Regions from separate parts of the Sus scrofa genome. Here region 1 is linked to region 2. A link is a contact called in public Hi-C data. All regions are on one chromosome and are shown on one strand. The core of a region is the stretch at or near the end of the contact, and the rest is flanking DNA. Distances in the headings are between cores, read along the strand shown. Region 1 overlaps LOC102162767 (a long non-coding RNA gene). Region 2 has its middle 58 kb from the start of TMX1.

Region 1 (5,084 bases), core at 1,937-4,436, 140 kb after region 2:
GATTATAGGCACTCTGCTAAATCCTAACACTATTCAGATGGCTGTGGAGTGTTCTTTTCCTTAAGGAAAAGATGGAGACTTTCAGCCTGAGAAAGGATAGACATAGGGAGGAAAAGATAGTTGACATCTTGAAGAGAAGGGTCATCATGGGGTAGCAAGCCTTGCGTGTCTTGTTCCTGGAAGAGCTGGGGCAGAGGGGAGGTGGGCAGTGGTCATTGATGTTGTACAGGAGCTTCCACGCTGGCTGTGAGGAGGTATTGAAAAAAGTTATTGGTTCTTCCAATATTTGATAATACCCTGTCCTCATATGAGAGACAAATGGGGCCAGAGATCCAGAACTTACAAGGAGGGTGGAAAGGAATCCTTTGAAGCTTCTGACTCCTTGCATTTGCCATGGTGTGGAGTGGAGAAGCGTAAATGAACAGAGGGCCCACAGGGGCTATAGGGACCAACAGCAAGGCTACATTTGGGCATGGGGAGAAGCAGGGGAACTTGGATAACCATGGTTGACCTCTTAGATTTGGAATTTTAATAGGGCCCTTGGAAAGCATATAGATTGTATTCTAGAAGGGCCTCATCAACCTTGAAGTTCCTAATAAACCTCCTCATTTTGCTGCCTCTCCTGCTCATAGAAATGAGGGTTCTTCTGCATAGTCCAGTGCATGAGCTTAAACTCTAGGAAGAAGATGTACCTATTGGATGTGGATCCAGGATACTTTCCATTGTTTTCTATTGCTTGAGCATATCAGAACGTCCACAGTACCTCAAGGCCTTGAGAATTCTCTGTCTGGAGCACCTCTGTGCAGAGCAGCAAAATACCTACATGCATGTGGTGCCCTGTGTAAGGTCTCCAAGCTGAAGAATCAAAGGAGGGCTGGCATCTCACTTAGAGCCTACACTCTGGGCACCCTGGATAGAGCCGTACTGACTTAGAGGATGGGCTTTTCCTCTTTTGAACAAAGGCTCCAAGAGCTAGCTGCTTCCCCTGCCCCCCTTAAATCCTGCCATCTGTCAGGATCCACATCTAGTTCTGGGTCACTTGTGCCATTCAGCCCCTCCCCCCAAAGCACACACACACACACACAGACACAGACACACACACTACCATCATGCAGAATCAATGGTTCCTTCCTTAGCTTTCTCAGACCTCCTTATTTACAGCTCGATTACAATTCTTATCACAGCCTAAATTGTCTTATATGCTTTGAGAGTATATAACACTAGGTTGACAGTTACATACTACTTGAGGATATCATTTCCCTGTCTTTTCTGGCTTCTAATATTGTTGTGGAGAGGCTTGCATCATTCTTTTTTTATAGCATTTTTTTATTACTCAATCACATTTATAGTTGTACAATTATCATCACACCCAAGTTTTATAGCATTTACATCCCAAACCCCCAACCCACCCCCCAACCTCTCTCATTTAGAAACCGTAAGTTTTTCAAAGTCTGTGAATCAGTGTCTGTTCTGCAAAGAAGTTCATTGTGTCCTTTTTTAAAATTCCACATGTAAGTGATAGCATTTGGTGTTGGTGTCTCACTGTCTGACTGACTTCACTTAGCATGATAATTTCTAGGTCTATCTATGTTGCTACAGATGCCATTATTTCTTTCCTTTTAATGGCCGAGTAATATTCCATTGTGTATATGTATCACATTTTCTTTATCTACTCTGTCAATGGACATTTTGGTCGTTTCCATGTCTTGGCTGTTGTATATAGTCACATAAGTCTAATTGCTGTTTCTTCACAGGTAGTGTGTCTTTTAAGATTCTCTCCATTTTGGTATTTGTAGTTTCATTTTAATGGGATTATTTGTAGATTTCCTTTTATTTATTCTATTTTTTTTCTTTTAGTGCCACACCCACAGCATATGGAAGTTCCCAGGCTAGGGGCCAAATCAGAGCTGTAGCTGCCAGCCTATACCACAGCCTCAGCAATGCCAAATCTGAGCCATGTCTGTGACCTACACCACAGCTCACAGCAATGCCAGATCCTTAACCCACCGAGTGAGGCCAGGGATCGAACCTGTGTCCTCATTGGTATTAGTTGTGCTTGTTACTGCTGAGCCACTATGGGAACTCCCTATTTATTCTATTTTTTAAAAAATTCCTGATGTTTGGAAAATCCTTAGCTGCTATCTCTTTGAGCATTGCTCTTTCTCCATTCCCTCTATAATATCCTTCTAGATTTCCAAATAAATATGTGTTAGACATTCTTACTTTACTCCCCATATGTCTTTCACCATTAAAAAATATTTCCATTGCTTTATATCTCTTGGTTGCCTTTGGAATATTTAACTACATACTCTAGTTCTCTAGTCTGTTCTTAGGTGTTTCTATGCCTAAGTCTGCACATTGAATCTCTAAACTCTTGGAGGTGAGGAACAATATATTTCATCTTATTTGAATGTCTGGGACATAGCCTGTGATTGTAAGCCTTTGCTAAATTGAATTGGTTGGCATGTCTGAGGATAACTATTGGCATGATCTTCATGTTCAATCTAAAGTATAAACCCATGCTGAAATGCAAGTTGGTTATCTGTTGACAAAGAAAGAGGGACCATGGGGGCTCACTGCTTGTGATCATGACATACAGAACTGGTTGGACTGTAATGCTCCATCTGTGATTAAAGGGCAGGTTCAACCAGGCAAAAGAGCGTGGCAGGCTTGCTTACCAACTGTGGCTAAGCCAGGCTCTCTTTTTCAAACAAAACTCCCAAATATCATACTGTTTACACAGGAAATGAGACCTCATGCCAAGCTGCAGACTTAGGGAAAAGCCACTTTTGAATCAGGTTACCTCGTGAAGTTTGATGTAGGTTTGATCTTGACATTCTCTCTCACTTAGAAGTACATGAAGGAAGCTTACTGTCAAGACAAACGAGTTCAGTAAGTCTCAGAAAGCTTGTTCAGACTAGTTGTGGTGTCTCATACCAGGCCCCAGGTAAATGGGGAAGGTAGGCAAGGAGTATATTCAGTCTACCCTTGGAAACACCTGCTGCTCTTGCTAATCGCAGCTGTCCGTCTTTTAGGTCTCATTAAAGTGACGATTCGCCCCTGCTGTCTTATGGAACAGATGTCTGCCCCTCGGTTTCTGTGCCCAGCTGCTGGTTGCCACAGTCATGCAGAGTCAGAGTCTCAGTCCAGAAAAGATATGCATGACTTCAGAGGGAGTTTCCCAGAGTGTTTTTGGCAAGAGGGGGTAGGGCCGGTGGGAAGGGTGAGCCTCTCCCTGTGGCATTCAGTGTCTGGCCCTTGGCCATCCTTCAGTGGGAGGTTCTTGGGGAGAAGCACGAAAATCAGTCTTCGGGGCAGTTCTACAAAAGGACATGTGGTGTCTGCTATTGGTTTTGAGATTCCATCCAATGAAAAAGGAATTTCAGAATACAGTAAATTTTTTCCTCATGGCGTAGGTGATTCTCAGGCTAAGCCACATCTTCTCTTTGTCAGTGCTGGTATAGAATGTGTCAGAGCCACAAAGAAATCGCTGGCCCATTGTTCCAGAGCAGGCCAACTAAAGCCTTGTAGTCCCTAATCTGAAATCCTGTCTTTCACGAGCTTGGTAGTATTCACAGTGATCCCAAAGAATGTCATCAAATGATCATAATTAGACTACACTGAGTTAACTTTATTCTTCTTAATAAATATGTATTAAAAAGCATACAGTAGAGGTATCGGATAGAAGCAATGAGGGTCAAAGCCTGGACGTCAGGAACATTGACTGAATTCAATCCCAATAAAACATAATCCCACAGCTGGATGATTCCTTAGGTCCCCCAGGAGCCACCAGCTCTTAGGTCAGTGGGGAAGAACAGATGGCATCACTGGTAGGTCCCATTCTGATTTCCTCTGCCTGGAAATCTGCTTCATCTCAGCTGGAGATTTCAGCTTTTTCTGATGGCAGTGATTTCCATCTGGGCCTGTGGTAAAGAATAAACCTCTGAACCATTAAAATTCATAAAGCCATTAGCAGTTAATATGTAAAAATCTCTTGAGGTGTTTTTGTGCACATGACTGTGGTCTGTTTTGTGTGAAAACAGTCACACCTGTGGAGAAAATTCAATATACTTATAAAATTTGAGCTCTTATGCCAAGACCCTTTGACTCATTGTCCCAGAGATGAGGTAAGAATTATATGAGACATCAATGGTGAAAATGCTAGTTTGAAGATGATAAATGTCTCTAGCATCTTCTTATGCAGCTCTCTCTAGGGAAATGTGTGGAAGGAAATCTGTGTTAAGATTCTTTGAGTTTCAAAAATTTAGCTAGGAATTACAATACAGTCGTTTCAGTATTAGATAGAAATCTAGAAAGAGGGAAGACCAGAGCAAAGGTCATTGACAGGGTAGACTTCTTGCTCACCCTAAATGTCTTATGACCAGGAGGGTGGTCTCTGACCATTTCTTTTCTCTCTGAGGAAAAGCAACCACCCACTGCTTTGGACAGCATCTGGCATCTTCCCCAAATGAAGGCCAACCAAAATATCCCTCCAAACATTTCTTTGAGAACAGAGTAGAGCAGACATGAGGAACCTACTTCCTTCCAGGATGCAGGAGTGATGTAGGCTAAGAGTGACGTGGGAAGATGGTGAGCAGGTACCCTTTCTAATGAGGTCAGTACCACAGAAAAATATGAATCTGGTATTTTCAGATATTTAGACTTCTCAAGAGATTCTAAGATTTTAGATTTTTATTTTTTATTTTTAAAAATTTTAGTCTATTTATAGCCACACCCCTGCATGTGGAAGTCCCCAGGCTAGGGGTCAAATCGAAGCTGTAGCTGCCGGCCTACACCACAGCCTCAGCAATGCCAGATCCAAGCCACATCTGCAATCTACACCACTGCTCATGGCAATGCTGGATCCTTAACCCACTGAGCCAAGGCCAGGGATCAAACCTTTGTCCTCATGGGTACTAGTCAGATTCATTTCCACTGAGCTGTGACAGGAGCTCCAGATTTTAGATTTTTAGTTGAGATTTCTTGATTTTTAAACATTGATTTTTTTTTCCCATGTAGGCCAAATAAACCATGTCTTTGGGCTGGATCTGACCTGCTCGCTACCAGTTTTCAATACAAATGGA
Region 2 (5,233 bases), core at 875-3,374:
CCCCTTAGGCTTCAGCGTGGTGGTGACTGCCTCCTGCTGTTTCCAGTTTCTGGTTGTTTTTCTATTCCCTTAACCATGTGCAGACCATTTGTGAAACACGATTATTATGCTAAAACTGCTCAGCCTCTACCCACTCCACACCCCGCCTTTTTGTGCTGGGCTGGGAGTTTCCAAGATACAACCTTCTTTGCTGCAGTTCCCTGCTAGTTCTGCACATGCGAGATGCGACAGGGCCTGGGGGTGCGGGGGTGGTGTGTGTGTGTGTGTGTGTGTGAGAGAGAGAGAGAGAGAGAGAGGGAGAGGGAGAGGGAGAGAGGGAGAGGGAGAGAGAGAGAGAGAGAGCCTTCCCCAAGCTGCTCTTCCTGTTCAATTCCTCACAAAAGCCTACCTGCCAGGCAGCAGGATCCAGGCTATTGACCCCACTCTCAAGGAAGGGCTGTTTAAGAGCCCCAAGCTCTTTCCTTGGTTCCCTGGTCCCAGGAGAGCTCTCTCCTTTTTTAGTTACTCTTCTGTGTTACCTCACTGAGCCCTTTCACATATTCAGATCTCCAGCCCTTTTTTCTTTTTATTGTGGTAAAAAGAACCCCAAACAACAACAAACACATAACATAAACTGTATTAAACATTTGTACTTGTCGAGTTCAGTGGTGTTAGGTACACTCTCATTGTTGTGAAACAGAACTCTAGAACTTCCTGACCTTGCAAAACTGAAACTCTGTACCCATAAAATAACCACTCCGCAACCACCTTTCCACTTTCTGTCCCTATGAATTTGACCATCTTAGATACTTCATGTAAAGACCTCTGATTCTTTTAAGCAAATTCTTGTTATTAAAATAATTGGCATAGTTTCTATTTTCCTAATCGGACTATGACATATTTCTGTAAATAGTTCCTTCTTTAAATAATTTTCACTTCAATTCCTTAAATGTGCCCTTGATTCCTGCTGCGATCCCTACTGATACATTATCTTAGAGGGATATTGCTAAAATAACAGTAAAGGTGAAAGCCCCTTTTAAACCAAAAAGTGCTGTGTCTTGTTACTATTAGTACTAGTAGTACCAGTAATATTCCGAATGAAACTTCCTCTGTGGTTTCCCTTGAGGCACCAGCATCCAGAGTAGAAGGATGATAAGCATTAGAAAATGATTATAGTGTCAGGGTTTTGACTGACACTTTGTGGCTCTAACCCTGAAGGTCAGGATGAAAAGCCAGGACAGGAAATCTGTCCCCTTTCTTAAGAGAGGGTGTGGAGAACATAATAGAAATCTCATATTTATATTCACAAGTAAATGTGGGGAAGAAGCCGGAGTGTCTGTGTCCTTAAGTGATACGGAGGCTCTGGCTCCTGTCAAGACAAGGCTCTGATCCCAGACGTCAGTCCCCAGCGATTCAGTGACACTTCAACATCCGGACTTAAAATGAACAATCTGGTTGCTTTTCCAGAGCAGTAAATGACTGGAAAATCCCCAAACACAAGCCAACTCAGCAAAGGCCAGAAACCTCTTGCAGCCATAGCCCTGGCCAGAGATTTCCCTACAGGGTGGGGTTCCCCAGCCTCTTCAAGAGGAGCCCTCCTTTCTGCTCGGGTCGTATGGTAAAAAGAGGCTTCAGCAGGTCTCCCAGGGGCTGGAAAGGAGTGGGGGTGCCTGGGGGTAGGAGGTGTTGTGGGCAAGTCCACTGAGGAGAGTCTCAGCTTCCCTGTGGCTCTGGCTGTCTCCACATTCTGGAGAATACAGGCAATCCCTGCCAGGAAAGAAGGCCTCAAAACACCAAGTCTGAGGGAGATGAATAAGGCATTTCTGGAGCAGCTGTTAATCAAGAAAACCTGGGCAAAAACGGCAGGCTCTTGCTTTCTTCTGAAACTGTTTGCCTGGCTTGGTGTCTTTGTATTTGGATAGGGGTAACCGTGAGAAAAAGTTCATCTATGTGGGTTTTGTGGCTAGATGTTAGTCATACACACGAGTGACTTCTCCAATGCCCAGGAGCTCTGTAAACCCCAAGAAATTATTTGTAAAACCATGTGTGTGCATGGAAAGTTTTCCGGAGCCTGTAAATGTCATCTGATTCACAAAAGGGTCAGTGTCCCCTCCCTGCCTCTCTCCCCATCTCCAAATTGAGAACAGCTCTCAATTATGAGTCACTGGAGGGCAGGACCATGACTTTCATCCTTGAAGCTCCAACAGCATCCTGCCCGATGTGATTTTTGCATAGTCTTTTAATGAGTATTTACTAAATTGAACAGGTAAAAGTAAAAAGTAGACTTCTAACTTCTAAGGAATCCACAATAAATCCTTTTCACCCTGAACATGAGAGACATTTTCCAGGATCTCATTAACAGCTTCTTCTATTTCTGGAGTCTGGAGTTTCCTCTTACAGGAATCCTGACATCAGAGGACACAAGAACTAATGTGGAAGCCTGAGGGCAGGTTCCCCCACCAGCACTCCATGCTTTTGTGTTTTGTACCCTACTTTCATCATTTGGAAAATCATAGTCTCTTCCTGTGTCTATTACTTAATGACATTTTTATGGAGAAGCATAATAAAAATAAGAGGAAGGAATTTTTTTATAAACTAGAAGTCATGGTACCAGCACTGATGGATGACATAGGAGTCAGGTACTCTCACTTCCAGGTTATTAGAGGGGGGGAAAAAGAGACAAATTGAGGTAGGAACAAGAGATGTAGTGAGATACTGTTATTACGATCATTACAAATTGACCAGGCATAGTGTAGGTGATGAGGGAAGAAAGGTAGCTTTGAGTCCCTCACTTCAAGACAGAACAATGGAAATGAATCAGAAGAGTGCAATGAGTCAGAACAGTGAAAAGACTATATTAATTTTTTTAACCACTACCTTCATCTTAGCTGGGATTATTTTCCTCTTAGTTATGACTCCTAGTCTACTAGGGACGTTAAAATGGGGGGACTGTGGTAGGAAATGGGCACCATATTTCATTGATTCTGGAATGCACATTTTCTACGTTCCAGCATCTCTGGGGTTTACTTGGGAGTGTCAGCTATGCTCAGCAGAGATGCCATTGTAAATAGTGCTTCAAACCTGGACATAGTTGTTCATATTGCCATCACTTCGGTTGAATTAAATGCACTGAATTTAGTGCAGCTGTTGGGGTGAGTTCCTATTTGAAAGACCCTCAGAAAGATTACACTATTACTTGGCACTGAAATGAAAAATTTATTGTGTGCAAAATGGTGTGGAAACAGAGCAACAGGGCTTTGATATTGGTGGAGCAGATATACATGGTTGGGGGAATGAACACAAATTCATATGTTTTGCAAAGCAACAACAGAGTGCTTTCTAGAAGCTAAGAGAGGAAGAGCCATCCCTAAAGTAGAAGCAAGTTCTACTAAGCTCCACGATAGGGTTGCCATCACAAGCCCAGCTGAGTGACAGGAGAAAATGCCAATTCTTCCTGAATGAAAGAGACGTCAAAGCAAGGAGAGGCTTGCATGACCGTGGAGCCTGTGGTTAGGGAATTGTATCCTAGTTGAATGGACTGTGTTTTTCCTTAGTACTTAAAGAAAGGTGTGTTTTAGAATCATTTGAAAATAGTACAAATGCAGGCTTATTGCATTTCAGGGAACCACTCTCATTTTACAGAGAAGGAAGAGAGAAGGAGTTCCCTGGTGGTCTAGTGGTTAGGACTCAGTGCTTTCACTGCTGCAGCCCAGGGTCAATCCCTGGTCTGGGAACTGAGATCCCACATTAAGCTGCTACACCTGGCCAAAAAAAAAAAGAGGAAAAGAAAGACGGACTCAGTGCCTCTTGCTGGTGGGCTTACTCTTATGAGATTTGGCACACAGTTGGCAGGCAGTTGCCCTGGTCCTGTGGGAGCAGGACCGTCTTTATGCAGATGATACCCAAATGACTAACAAACAGGAGGCAGAACAAATTTCAAGTATCCCCCCCACCCTTCTCTTAGACACATGAACTTGAGATGGACAAAGGACTTTTTTTTTTTTTTTTGTAAGTATGGTTTTTTGTTTAAAGAAATGTTTGCAGTTCTGGGGGTACTTCTTATAAAATAGTAAAGATTAAACCTAAATTCTTCAACAGTGTTTCATACCCCACCACAAACATAAAACATTCTAAAGTCAATTTTGCTAGTAAATATTTAATTGTCTTGAAGATTATACTTTTAAATTTATTAAGCTTGATTATTTATAAACATATTAAATTCTATATAATAAAATTTTAATGTATTTAATATGACAAAATCACTTCAGATTAATAAAAGCACCAGAAAATTAATTACTGCATATAGCCACATTTCTGCCAAATTTCTCTTAACAAACAGACCGTGAATAAGAACAATACAGAAAACTTGTTTCCTTATCCATCCCAGCCCATCCCCATCTTAACGTTCCTCATGTGTTGATAAAAAAGCCTAGACATTTCCATTTCTTAATCCTCCATCATGTTTATAATAATTCTAAATCTGGGGCTCAGTGTTAGAGGTCCACAGATGGGCTCCCATGAGCTTGTGCACCTCCGAAATGATATGAAGAGTTCTGGGTATTTGTGCTTTTTGGTGGTGTTGGGGAGAGGGATTCTGGTCATCACTGATTTCTCAAAAAAAGTCTATTTCAAAAGAATAGAAATGTCTATAAGATCAGCAGACTTGTAGTTGCCAAGCGGAAGGGGTAGGGAGTGGGATGGACTGGGAGTTCAGGGTTAATGATGCAAATTATTGCCTTTAGAATGGATAGACAATGAAGTCCTGCTGTATAGCACAGGGAACTATGTCCAATCACCTGTGATGGAACATGATGAAAGATAACATAAGAAAGAGTGTGGCTAGATGTATGACCAGGTCCCTCTGCTGTACAGCAGAAATTGACAGACAATGTAAATCAACTCTAATAAAAAAATAAAAAAAAAAAAAGAAATGTCCATGAGGCACTAGTCAGCCTTGTGAGTCAGTTATAACTTGGCCCTGGTCCCCTCCTGACCATGGGCACTTTGGCAGGAGTTTTGCCTCAGTGGGGGGCTGAGTGAGACCCCCTGCAACATGTGAGGGGTGACTCCTGCGAGACAAAACACCTGGGAGATGGGCTTTGCAATTAAGTCTTGCTTTGGGGATTTGGCTGCCCAGATGTCCCTGGTCTTCCTCAAAATAAACAAAGACCAAGCCATTGCATTCCTGTGCCATCTAGGTTTAATGTGGCACTTTGAACTGTTTTTAAGTGACAAAAACCAGGTCCTAATCCTT

What was found. A called contact is a pair of places that touch in the nucleus more often than the background predicts.
Region 1: a contact with region 2 is called in a Hi-C map of embryonic fibroblasts, with 2.1 times the contacts expected there. The contact joins two enhancer-like sites. A contact is called at or near these places in 3 of 47 Hi-C or Micro-C datasets (embryonic fibroblasts and epiblast stem cells).

What each region holds. Positions count from the first base shown.
Region 1 is chr1:181,131,990-181,137,073 of Sscrofa11.1, forward strand. The region is part of intron 1 of LOC102162767 (a long non-coding RNA gene); the gene reads left to right. Among named protein-coding and RNA genes, the nearest start is that of TMX1, 200 kb to the left of the region's middle. Within about 2 kb of position 3,187, at least 12 of the 83 cell types and tissues checked have an H3K27ac peak or open chromatin away from gene starts, as enhancers often do. A contact at or near this core is called in embryonic fibroblasts, where this site is marked.
Region 2 is chr1:180,988,712-180,993,944 of Sscrofa11.1, forward strand. No RefSeq gene overlaps it. Among named protein-coding and RNA genes, the nearest start is that of TMX1, 58 kb to the left of the region's middle. Within about 2 kb of position 2,125, at least 22 of the 83 cell types and tissues checked have an H3K27ac peak or open chromatin away from gene starts, as enhancers often do. A contact at or near this core is called in embryonic fibroblasts, where this site is marked.